2 separate regions of the Mus musculus genome follow, and region 1 is linked to region 2. The links are chromatin contacts, called in public Hi-C maps. All regions are on one chromosome and are shown on one strand. The core of a region is the stretch at or near the end of the contact, and the rest is flanking DNA. Distances in the headings are between cores, read along the strand shown.

Region 1 (5,481 bases), core at 1,277-3,776, 230 kb after region 2:
AGCCTCCCTTATGTTTCTCTTTTTACCAGATCTAAAGCAAACTTTTAACTGATGACTGAAAATAGGCTCCCAAGTCTGTTGAGTAGACTAAGATCATGTGTGTTAAGAGGTAAGAACCAAGGAGGCTAAAGCAAACTGCTTCTTCATCAACACTTGCCATCACTGGGCATTAAGTAGAGTGGCTATAGATTCTAGTTCAGTGGTTCTCAACCTTCCTAATACTACAACCCTTTAATACAGTTGCATGTTGTGGTGACATCCAACCATAAAAATATTTTTGTTGCAATTTCATAACTGTAATTCATTTTGCTACTGTTATGGATAGCAATGGACATACTGATATGCAGGATATCTGATATGTGTCTCCTGTGAAAGGGCCACTCAACCCCCAAAGCGGTCACATCCCACAAGTTGAAATCCACTGTTCTAGTGGGCTCAAAGGAACCATTGCTATAGAATTCTATAGCTGCATAATACACATCGATATATTCTAATCTTACGAAGAATGGAACTATTTTATTTCTGCAGTATGCTACTCATTTAAATCAAGTCTGCAAATCTGAAAAATTCATCATTTAAAGATGACTTAAGAGGTACCAACCCAACTACAGAACTCACAGTCTCACTTCAGAAAAAAAAAAAAAAAAGACAAACAAAAAACCCCAATCAACTGTGTTTCCAAACTATTATAACCCATCTGACCTACGTGTGTAATTTAGGAATATAACTACTGAAAATCAAAGTTAATACAAAGCATAGACACGATTGGAGTTCATGTCAGCTTCTGCTGATGTGTGCACTTCTCTGTCCATGGGTTGTAAACAGACTACGTAAGTGCGCCTACTGAATAACTTTTCCAGTTGTGACCACAGGTTAATTCCACATGGGGGTTGTTTTCTTTTCTCCAAGGAGTTCTGTGAAACTGGAAGCAACCTCTCTCATAAAATTCACTCTTTTCTAGATTCTCAGAACTTATGACGGAGGTAGCATCATAAAGAAGTAATTGATAAACTCTTATTTACTTGTTAGTTAATATTCTGATCTTGGGAGGTGGTATTTGTCATAGAAGACCTGGAACCTGGGTATTAAAGGAAATATACTTTTCCTTCAAGTAAACTCTAGTGAGTCTTCCTGTAGGTGGAGGCAAACTCCAGCTGAGTGAGGAACTCGGGTGTAAGTGGGATATGCTATGATAAGGGTTTTGGCCATTTTTAATACTATTTGCCAACTGAAGCTGGTAGAATTTTGATTTCTTAAAGGTCTTCTATAAATTCAGTGTTCAAAATGATACTCAACTAATTTCTCCTGCAGATGTCATTTTTGTCACTTTCTTAGCTGGAATTAGAAAGAAAAGGATTCCTGCTACTAAAGCAACCGTTGAATCTGTAACATAACCCGGGTACCTGAAAAATATAAACAAATGTGTACATTAAAGATGGCACTAAGAACCTATGTGAGCTAAGGTATCAATTAGTTATGTTAATAATAAGTAGAAGTGATAATACAGGTCATTTACTCTGGGCAATCATAAAACATACACCTTTCCAGTAAAGTGAAGTAACTTGCAAAGACCAAGAATGCATTTCAGAATGCATGCTTAACAATTTAATACATTTCTCAGATTATCAGTACCACCTATTTGGAGGCTACTTTATCAGACCAAGAGAGCAATGTTTTTTTCAGGTCGACTTTCAGATTTGTTAACCAATTTCCTCTTTGAGATCTTGCTTTTTATTACAGTGTCAGATACTTGAGCTTGAAACAGTCGCTGGAGTTTGGCAAAGCCCCATGTAATTGATTTATAATGTCCTTCTATTGAATCTAGCGTGACCTGCTGTTGCTAGTGTCCCCTCAAACTCCTCTACAAACTGTGAAAGAAACTTGATCTGGTTTCTAGGATGAAACACCTGCTCCTGTCGAGGGTCCTAGATATACACACAAAGGAAAGCAAGAGCAACACATTGGCTGCTTTTCCCTCTATAAACTTGAGGAGATTAATTATCAGAATGGCTTATGAGATGCTCACAAATGATCTCTGTACAAATTAAGAGTAATTCAGGAACAGATGGGGCTGAGAACCGCTAGACCATTCTAGCAAAAGGACAGGTTCCCGGAAGCCTCAGCAGTTAAGAGGCACCTGGAGATTATACAAATGAAACAGACACAAGTAATTAGAATACAGCTTTAGAAGTCAGCAGTATCAACTACGTGCATCTTTGTAGCCTGAAGAAACACGGACATCATAAGGCTTGTTTTTCTATCATATCTTATTTGCCGCGAAACTACCTATATTCTTATAGTTTATGTGTACAAAATCTAAATAATCAAGGAAGTATATTATGTTTCTCAGTATGATATATGTTTTTTTAAATTTATCTTAAATATGGCTTACTTTCTTGTCTTGATGACTAAAACCCTACAATGGCATAATTATTTCTAAAAAAACCTCACCACTTCCTGTAACTATATTGTTTCGTTATTGTTCTATTTTAGTTACATTTTTTGGCTGAGTTTTTGCCAAGCTGGGCCAGGTGTCATGTAACTGGATTTTGTTTTATATGAAAAGACATATTGAAATCAGTCCAGGTTCAAACAGATGGAATGAAAACATTAGGTGGTAGCAATAAATCTTAATATATCATACCAGCTTTAGAAATTGTAACTGCCTAAAACTTGCACATACTACACACATATTTTACAGGATAGATAAAGGTATAAATGTTAAACAAACATTTTTCATAACACATTTTAAATTATAATTGTCTCACTATTTGGAGATTTGATTCATTATGGATTGGGTTATCTCACCACTATAAATTATCGAGCTTATACAAATTTTATTTGCTTGTGATTGTTTCATTTATATCTTCAAATCTGTCCTCTTTCAAGCTCCTTCCCCTTTCCTACCGCTGTCTCACAAAGCTAGCTGATATTAGAGGCACCTGCTCATAGCAAACCCTGCTTTCTCAATACAAACAAAACATATCCTGGACTATATTATCCTCCACAAGGAAGAAACATTCGATGCTGATGTACTGAAGATCCTATTGGGACTGCCTCCTAATTTTTATCAGCTATTGTCAGATTCCATCCAGTTCTCAACACATTACTACTGGGGGCAGTATTTATAATAGTAGAGGTTAGATTTTAAAGAGAAGCGAAGTTATTTTTTTTTGTTTTGTTTCTATTTTGCTCTAAATCCTATTAGAAAAAAACATAAAGTGCTAACGTTGTTTTAAACAATAGCCTCTTTTACATAAATAGATGGTGCTTTTGTTTTGGAAGCCTCAAAATGAGAACTTCTTTGCCTAACGGAATCCAGAGACTCAAGCTGTCCTTTAAAGCGTCCACCTCATGCGTTGCTTGAGGCAAGGAAGGCATAAGACGTTTGAATTCATCCCTCGAACCTTAGCTATTGGCAAGGCTCTGTGAAAACAGAGTAGTCAGGCTAGGGGAAGGTTTTTGTCTCTCTCTTCCATGAGGCCAGAATACATCTGACTCAAACAGCTTTGATTTTTTTGCTCCCAAACTGTGTGGATTCTTGCTGGGGTAAGACAGTAAGGCCAAGATGAAAATCTTCTGGGTTTTGGGGTTCGGGGGAGGTGATAGGGGATTTTCGGAGGGGAAACTAGGAAAGGGGATAACATTTGAAATGTAAATAAAGAAAATATCTAATAAAAAAAAACAGAGCATATCCATCAAAAATAGACTGAGGACACAAATCTCAAAACTAAATTTTATTAACACACAGGATGTACTACAAATTTCACATGACTCAGTAACGCCTGCTGGAGCCTTACCTCTGCCTTCCAGCCTTCACTTCAAACTCATCTTACCACTTAGTCAGCTCAGCTGTATCTATGAAATGGTGGTAGCGTTAATTCTGTAGGAAACTACTGAAAAATGCATGTGATGGAAAGAAAAAAATAAATAAATAAAACTTGAGCCCAATAAACAATCTTCGGGAGACATAAAAGTGGAAAAAATCACAGAGTGTGAGTCAATATATGTCAGATTAAGAAGACACCGCATACTATATATTTCACACACTAAAGATTTATTTACCACCTTTCCTAGGAAAAAAGACCCAGTATTCTATATTCTAGTGTAATTTCCATCTTCCAGGTAATGGAAGCGAGGCTTGCCCAGAACAAACAGAAGGTTCAGGAACACAGCCTGTGTGACTCTCACACTGTGGTCCTAGCCAGCTTAGTTGGTGCAGCTGAATGTCTAACTTTGTCTGAAGGGAAAAGCCCCCAGGTACAGCGGATCCTGATCTTTATGCAGGGCGTGATGGCTATCCTTTTTGATTCTTAACGTCATCTCCTTAAAAACCTCCGTAAAAATATTTTTTTAAAGAAATGAATCAAGCATCTCGTGCAGTTTCTCAAGGCTGCAGGAAGTATTTAGAGGGACACAAGGTGGAACAGAGAGGGCTCGAAGACCTCCATACGAATACTCACTCTGAAAACAGGACCGACCAACCAGTGACAAAGCCTGGGTCCCGACTGAACCAGAGCAAGGCCATTACAATGAAGATCACCAAGGTCACGATTTCTTGATACCTGTGGAAGAAACCGCTGCTGTCGTTTCTTAGTTTTCAAAATTTTGAGAAAACTGGGCTATTGACAAGCTAGTCTGAACAGTCCGTGGCCCTTGTGGGACCTCAGAGTGCTCTTACAGAGGTCGCTTTCTCCTTCTCAGCGTTTCCACCTAGCACATTTTAGTAGGGCAATGGTGTGTTCTTCAGTATGGTAACAAGTAGTCACTGAGCTGTGTGGGTTTGTGGTCTTAGCAACTTTCTTTGCTGGCAAGCGCTTGATAATTGGCTTTAAAATAACTGGTGTGTGTGTGTGTGTGTGTGTGTGTGTCTGTGTGTGTGTGTGTGTATGTGTGTGTGTGTGTCTGTGCGTGTGTGTCTGTGTGTATGTGTGTGTCTGTGTGTGTGTGTCTGTGTGTCTGTGTATCTATGTGTCTGTGTATCTGTGTGTGTGTCTGTGTGTGTGTGTGATGTGAGTGGTGAGTGTGTGTATGTGTGTCTGTGTGTACTCATGCGTATATTACCTCATTGGCCCAAGTTTTTCATATTCTTGTTTGATCACCTTTGCACAAGCTTTTTCTTTGAGTGTTTTGGTTTTGCCACACTTGAACATCTTAAAGCTGAAAGAGACAATAAGAGTTAAGGAAGCTAGTTTACCACCACCTCCCTCCCTTATAGAAGGTTTGTCTGTGAATGCTTTGTTAAACTTCCCTCTACTGACCCCTGGAATCCATGCCCTGCGCCTGTCTGTGCTTCTTTCTCCTTCGCTGACTCTTCTTTCCTCTCTGGCTTTGTCTGGCTTGCTCCTTTCTAGATGTCCAAGTTTCGCTTTACCATCCATGATGTCTTCTCCTTATCTCTTCCTTTTAAAGATCATTCGCACCCCTCATACATTTCCACCCCCCACTCATCCTGATCACTCTCTATGCAATGGTAACTAT
Region 2 (4,831 bases), core at 1,301-3,800:
AGCCAGGTTGATTCTGGCTGACTTCAAGGAGTATGAGGCACCTTTGAAGGGGTGCCAGGTTCTTCTGTCTCCAGAGGATATGAACAAAGATATATAGCAAAAGAAAACACAATTCAAAGTTCTATGTTCTGTTCATACTGTGTTTGCATGGGCAAAGTAATGCTAAGATTAATATAAATAGATGTTCTTCATGTACTGTCTATCCAGCTAGGATGAGAGCATTAAGTCTTAGAAAATGTTTCTTTCTCCCTTGAGGAATTCTAAAATGTGAAGGCCCCCAGCTCTTACACTTCTTTAATTTAAAGGCAGATCAAGACCTGAACAAACATTATTTGTTTTTTATAAATAGTTATTTTATATTATATATTTGCACTTTTGCCTGTAGATATTTCCAGAGACTGCATGAATACAGTGCCTGCAGAGGTCAGAAGAGGGTGTCAGCTTCCCTGTAACTGGAGTTACCTATGGATGAGAGCAATCCTGTGGGTGCTGGAAACAACAGTGGAGTCCTTTAGAGAGTAACAAATGCTATTTCCCACCAAACCATCTCTTCTTCTTAAACATCATTTAATTTTTAACACTTACCAATTCTTGATTTGAAAGAATTTTGCAGGCCAATATTCAAATGTACAGGAATTCACAAGAGAAGGCTGGTTAGCTGATTTTTAAGATCTATTTTATTTATGTGTATGTAAATGTCTGTTTGAGTGTAAGCCTACCTGTATGTGCTGATATTTTTTTTTTCATACATGGATTTCAAAAGAGGGGTTTAGATTCCTCAGAGTTAGAATGGTTGGTTTTTACAGGGACATGTGGTTTGTTTTGTGGATGTTGGGAATCTAAATTCCAGTTTCATGGATCTTCTCTCAAGTACTGTAGCTATTGATTAAGATTTCCCATAGAAGCAGGGTATGGAAATAAGATGCAGACCCTCTGGGCCCCTTTGTCTGAGTGGAACAGGTCTGTAGTCGAGGGTGGACAAAGCGTAGGATGAATTGACAGACAGACGTACACAGGAGAGGTCGTGTGGAATCTGAATGTATTTTTCAAATCGAGCATCAGACTTTTTATGCAGAAGACAATAAGGAAGTTGGGTGACATATTTGTACGGTACAAATGAGTTAACCAGAATCTTACATAAAACAGAGGAATGCAAACACTGAAGGTCTAACAGTAACTACCTGGGATAGAATTCATTGTTAACAACTGGGAATCAACAAGGGCTCTACCTAAGATTCACTTAATCTTAGAAGCCAGTGTCAAGGGCTTCGTGCCCTTGCCATAGTTCCTATTTTAGTCTATTGTATAGTCCACCTTCTCCTTAAGCCATTGTAAATATGTGTGTATGGGTGTAACTTAGCTATAGTCTTAGAAGCCAGGTGTGAGGTCTCCATTTTAGAGAGCCTAATCTAAGCTTGAACTCAGGTAAACTAACAGGCTGGTACCTAGAACTAGTTTCCAAGTTGCCTCCCAATAAAACCTGAGCTTAGCTCCAATCTCTAGGCTAATCCCCAACAAGACCAGCTTTTCCAGGTTATACCCTCAACAAGATCAGTGTCTCCAGGTTATTCCCCCTGCAAACCTGCATCCCCAGGTTACAAGCGCACCCCCTGTCTAACAACCTCCAATACAGATGGGAACAGAAATTATGTTCATGATATGATTCCCATCATCAGCCGATAATGTTAAAGGCCACAATAGCTTTCCAATTAGATGCTTGTACACGTATTCCCTGCTTGTTGCTTACTATAAAGCCTTGCCCCAATAAACATTCAGGGGGCTCTCCCACCACCAAAACCATCCTTCATTGGGCGTTGGGGGTGAGGGGGCTGAGCTAGCTCAACTAGAATAAAGGCTCTGCTATGAGTTGCATCACATTGGCTCCTGTCAGTGTTTTGGGGGATGACTAACATTTCCCTGGCACAACAGAAACATGTGCCTTTAATCCAAGCGCCCAAAAAGCAGGGCCAGGAAGATTTCTGTGCATTTGAAACCAGCCCTTTCTACATATCATAGCTGAAATGAGCCAAGGCTGCATGATGAGACTCTGTCTCAAAGAAATAAAAAGAAAGGCTTCTCACAGAATATAGAAACATTAATCTTTGCAGCCATTAGATTTGAGACTGATCCTTAAAGATACCACCAAAATCAATAAATACAAATAAAAAATATACGCCTAATTAACGCATTGGATATGGCTAATTTAGAGAAGACTCTTAATGATCAGGAGTTTGAAGTAAGCAAGGAGTTGTGTTTTGGAAGCATGAGAAGCTAAGTCTCTTCTTAATGCTCCCAATAAAAGTAAGGAGAATACGGCATAGACATTGGCTATGCAATTTAGGATAGCAGACCCCCAAATGAACATGTTTTCCTTGGCTGATGCTTTAAGTGTCTTGGCCATGTTGGCAGTTCCCTCCTTCTTAAAGGCCAGAGATGTCAGAACTATTTAAGCCAAAACGGCTTTTGGGTTCACTCTGGCCTGAGATCAGGGTGCCAGAAGGGAAGCCTGGGGATGCCGCTGAAACTGAGAGGCATATGGACTCCTGTGCATGGGCCAACTGGACCAACCAGTTTATCTCCCCTTGGTGCCTCTACCCAGTAAATCCTGATTAACTCTGAAGCCCTCAATGAATCCCAGTTCTAGGGATTTGTTTTCGCTAAACAGGAACTCTGTCTTTTGCTTTTCTCTTTCACTCCCAGTGATGAATTTCTAATGTGCTTCTTTGTAAAACACAACCTCTGTGCTCTGTGAATTTCATTTTTCGAAATTGAGAGAAGGGAATCCAAAAAGCCTAAGACTTAGGGTGGGTTTGGTAGACATGGGATTTTCTGGGACCCCAGCAACCCCAAGCTAAACTCACCTAGAGCCAAGAAAGGGTCTACTGTTCCCAGATCACGTTGCTACTTCAGGCCAGGGAATCAAATGCAGATGAGTATAGAGACCAGCAGACTCTTGCTATTCCAACTTTTTCATCCTCCATTTGCTATAATCCTTGCCTGCAAGCAGGAGGAATGAGCATCTTCAGCCTCCTTTCTCCTTTGAGCCTCCCTTTCGCTTGGTAACAGGTCACATTTGAACAAGGCAGATTTCTTTGGGAGATCTGAACACAACTCCTTCTGTTTTCTCTTCCAGCTGCTTACGAGGCCAGGAGCTAGGAGTGTGCCTGCTCTATAGGACATTGAGTTTATGGCTAGCTAGAAAAGCCAGTGCTAGCAAATTTCCAAAGAGATCTAGCACTTTTAAGAAATTTGTAGGGTCCACGGGAATATTTTGGGACCCAGGGAAGAGTCTGAGAGAAGTATAGATCCCACCTGGGATGGAGCAATAAAGTTGTCTGGTGCTAGCTAGACAAGGCCCTGCTGGAGGGGAGGAAGCTGCAACAGCTGCAGCAGGAGTAGACTGGAGACCTTTGGCTGCTTGTTTTCTACTGTTTGCCTAAACCCACCATACCTGGGTTCCCTTGCTTCTGTTTTTGCCTTCTCTCTCCCATTGCTATGTCAGAATCAGTCTAAGGAAAATCCTAAAACTTCTGCAATGTAGCCTGCAGTGCCCCTACACTAGAAGTTCAGAAGCCCAGCAGGGAATGGAGAGTAGGACTTGTTCCATTGATGTAAGATTGTGTTCCCTATAGTCCTATATGTCCTGTAGTCTCCAATTCATGTACCTTACTGACTTAAATTTCTGCAGGTACTAAAGTTGTGCTGGCTTCACAACTTAAAAGATACTTTCTATTGCGTTCCTCTGCACCCTGATTCCTAATCCCTTTCAGATGTGGTTACTCAGTTGACTTGCCTAATATTGCTCTGAGGGCTTATGGTTAGACTCACCTATTTGGGCAAACATTGGAAGATTTGGACCAAATTCTGTCATCCTCGGGTTCAAGATCTCCCAGATGACAACTTTCTGTGTAACCCTATGCAGATGACAACTTTCTCCATAAGGTCTCCATTATGGTGCCCCAGAAAGGTGAGAGTTAACTAAAGCATTAATGACTTTGAGGCCCCAGATTTGAGTCTTCCAACACTGGAAAAACATTTAATTCTCATGTATCAGAAACAAAGGGGATGGTCTTGTGAGTTCTGACTCAAGCTCATAGGCCTGCTTAATGAACTGTTAGGTGTTTATTAGATCTTATCCACGTCTCCTGGTGTGTCAGGCCTGATATCCTGCAAGGAAAACTTCTGGCTAACTGATAATCACATCCTAAGAGACAAGTCAGCCCACCTGGAGGGGCCAGCCATTCAGTTAAGAGCTTGTTCTCTGCTAAATCTGACCAGCTTCCTCCCAGGAGAGGCAGGAGACCAAGAACACAGGTGTGTAGAAATAAATAATTTCTCCAAGTTATATGGCTTGAGAGGACCCCATTAAGCTCAGCTCACCAAGATCCCAGGAAAGCCTCATTGTTCTCAAAGACACCCAGTGTTCCCATATCATATGTAGAAGAGAAAGAAAATAGTTGTTGACAAAACATTAAAAGGAAGGAAATGTGCATCAAAGGCACTGTGCTGATGAGAGTGCAAAGACAAAAGATGTTTCTACAGCCAAGTAGATAAAGTGTCTATAGAGGCTCTCAAGGCTAGTAAATCCTCTCCAGGAAGACTCAGCACTTCATTTCACCTATGAATTGAGGTGACTATTGGTGCTAGCTAATTGGTCTTATCAGAGGGAAGTGAAGCTCTCAGTTTTCTCACAGGATACCTTTGTAAGTCGGTGTCACCATCCTCTACCTACAGTGAACTAATACCCTTCCACAGATGTGATCTCGATCACCATCTTCCCTGGTGATTGCTTTTCATTGGGGGGCCATTAAGCTGACAAGGGGCTTATTTA

Evidence for each region. Hi-C and Micro-C count contacts between places; a contact is called where the count stands out from the background.
Region 1: a contact with region 2 is called in a Hi-C map of cerebellar granule neurons, with 2.9 times the contacts expected there. The contact joins two enhancer-like sites. A contact is called at or near these places in 5 of 484 Hi-C or Micro-C datasets (brain, cerebellar granule neurons and cerebellum).

What each region holds. Positions count from the first base shown.
Region 1 is chr6:24,098,950-24,104,430 of GRCm38.p6, forward strand. Slc13a1 (solute carrier family 13 (sodium/sulfate symporters), member 1) reads right to left here. Exons shown (of 15, transcript NM_019481.2): 9 at 5,065-5,160; 10 at 4,464-4,565; 11 at 1,297-1,403. Among named protein-coding and RNA genes, the nearest start is that of Slc13a1, 66 kb to the right of the region's middle. Within about 2 kb of position 2,527, at least 2 of the 459 cell types and tissues checked have an H3K27ac peak or open chromatin away from gene starts, as enhancers often do. A contact at or near this core is called in cerebellar granule neurons and cerebellum, where this site is marked.
Region 2 is chr6:23,871,526-23,876,356 of GRCm38.p6, forward strand. No RefSeq gene overlaps it. Among named protein-coding and RNA genes, the nearest start is that of Cadps2, 35 kb to the left of the region's middle. Within about 2 kb of position 2,551, at least 5 of the 459 cell types and tissues checked have an H3K27ac peak or open chromatin away from gene starts, as enhancers often do. A contact at or near this core is called in cerebellar granule neurons and cerebellum, where this site is marked.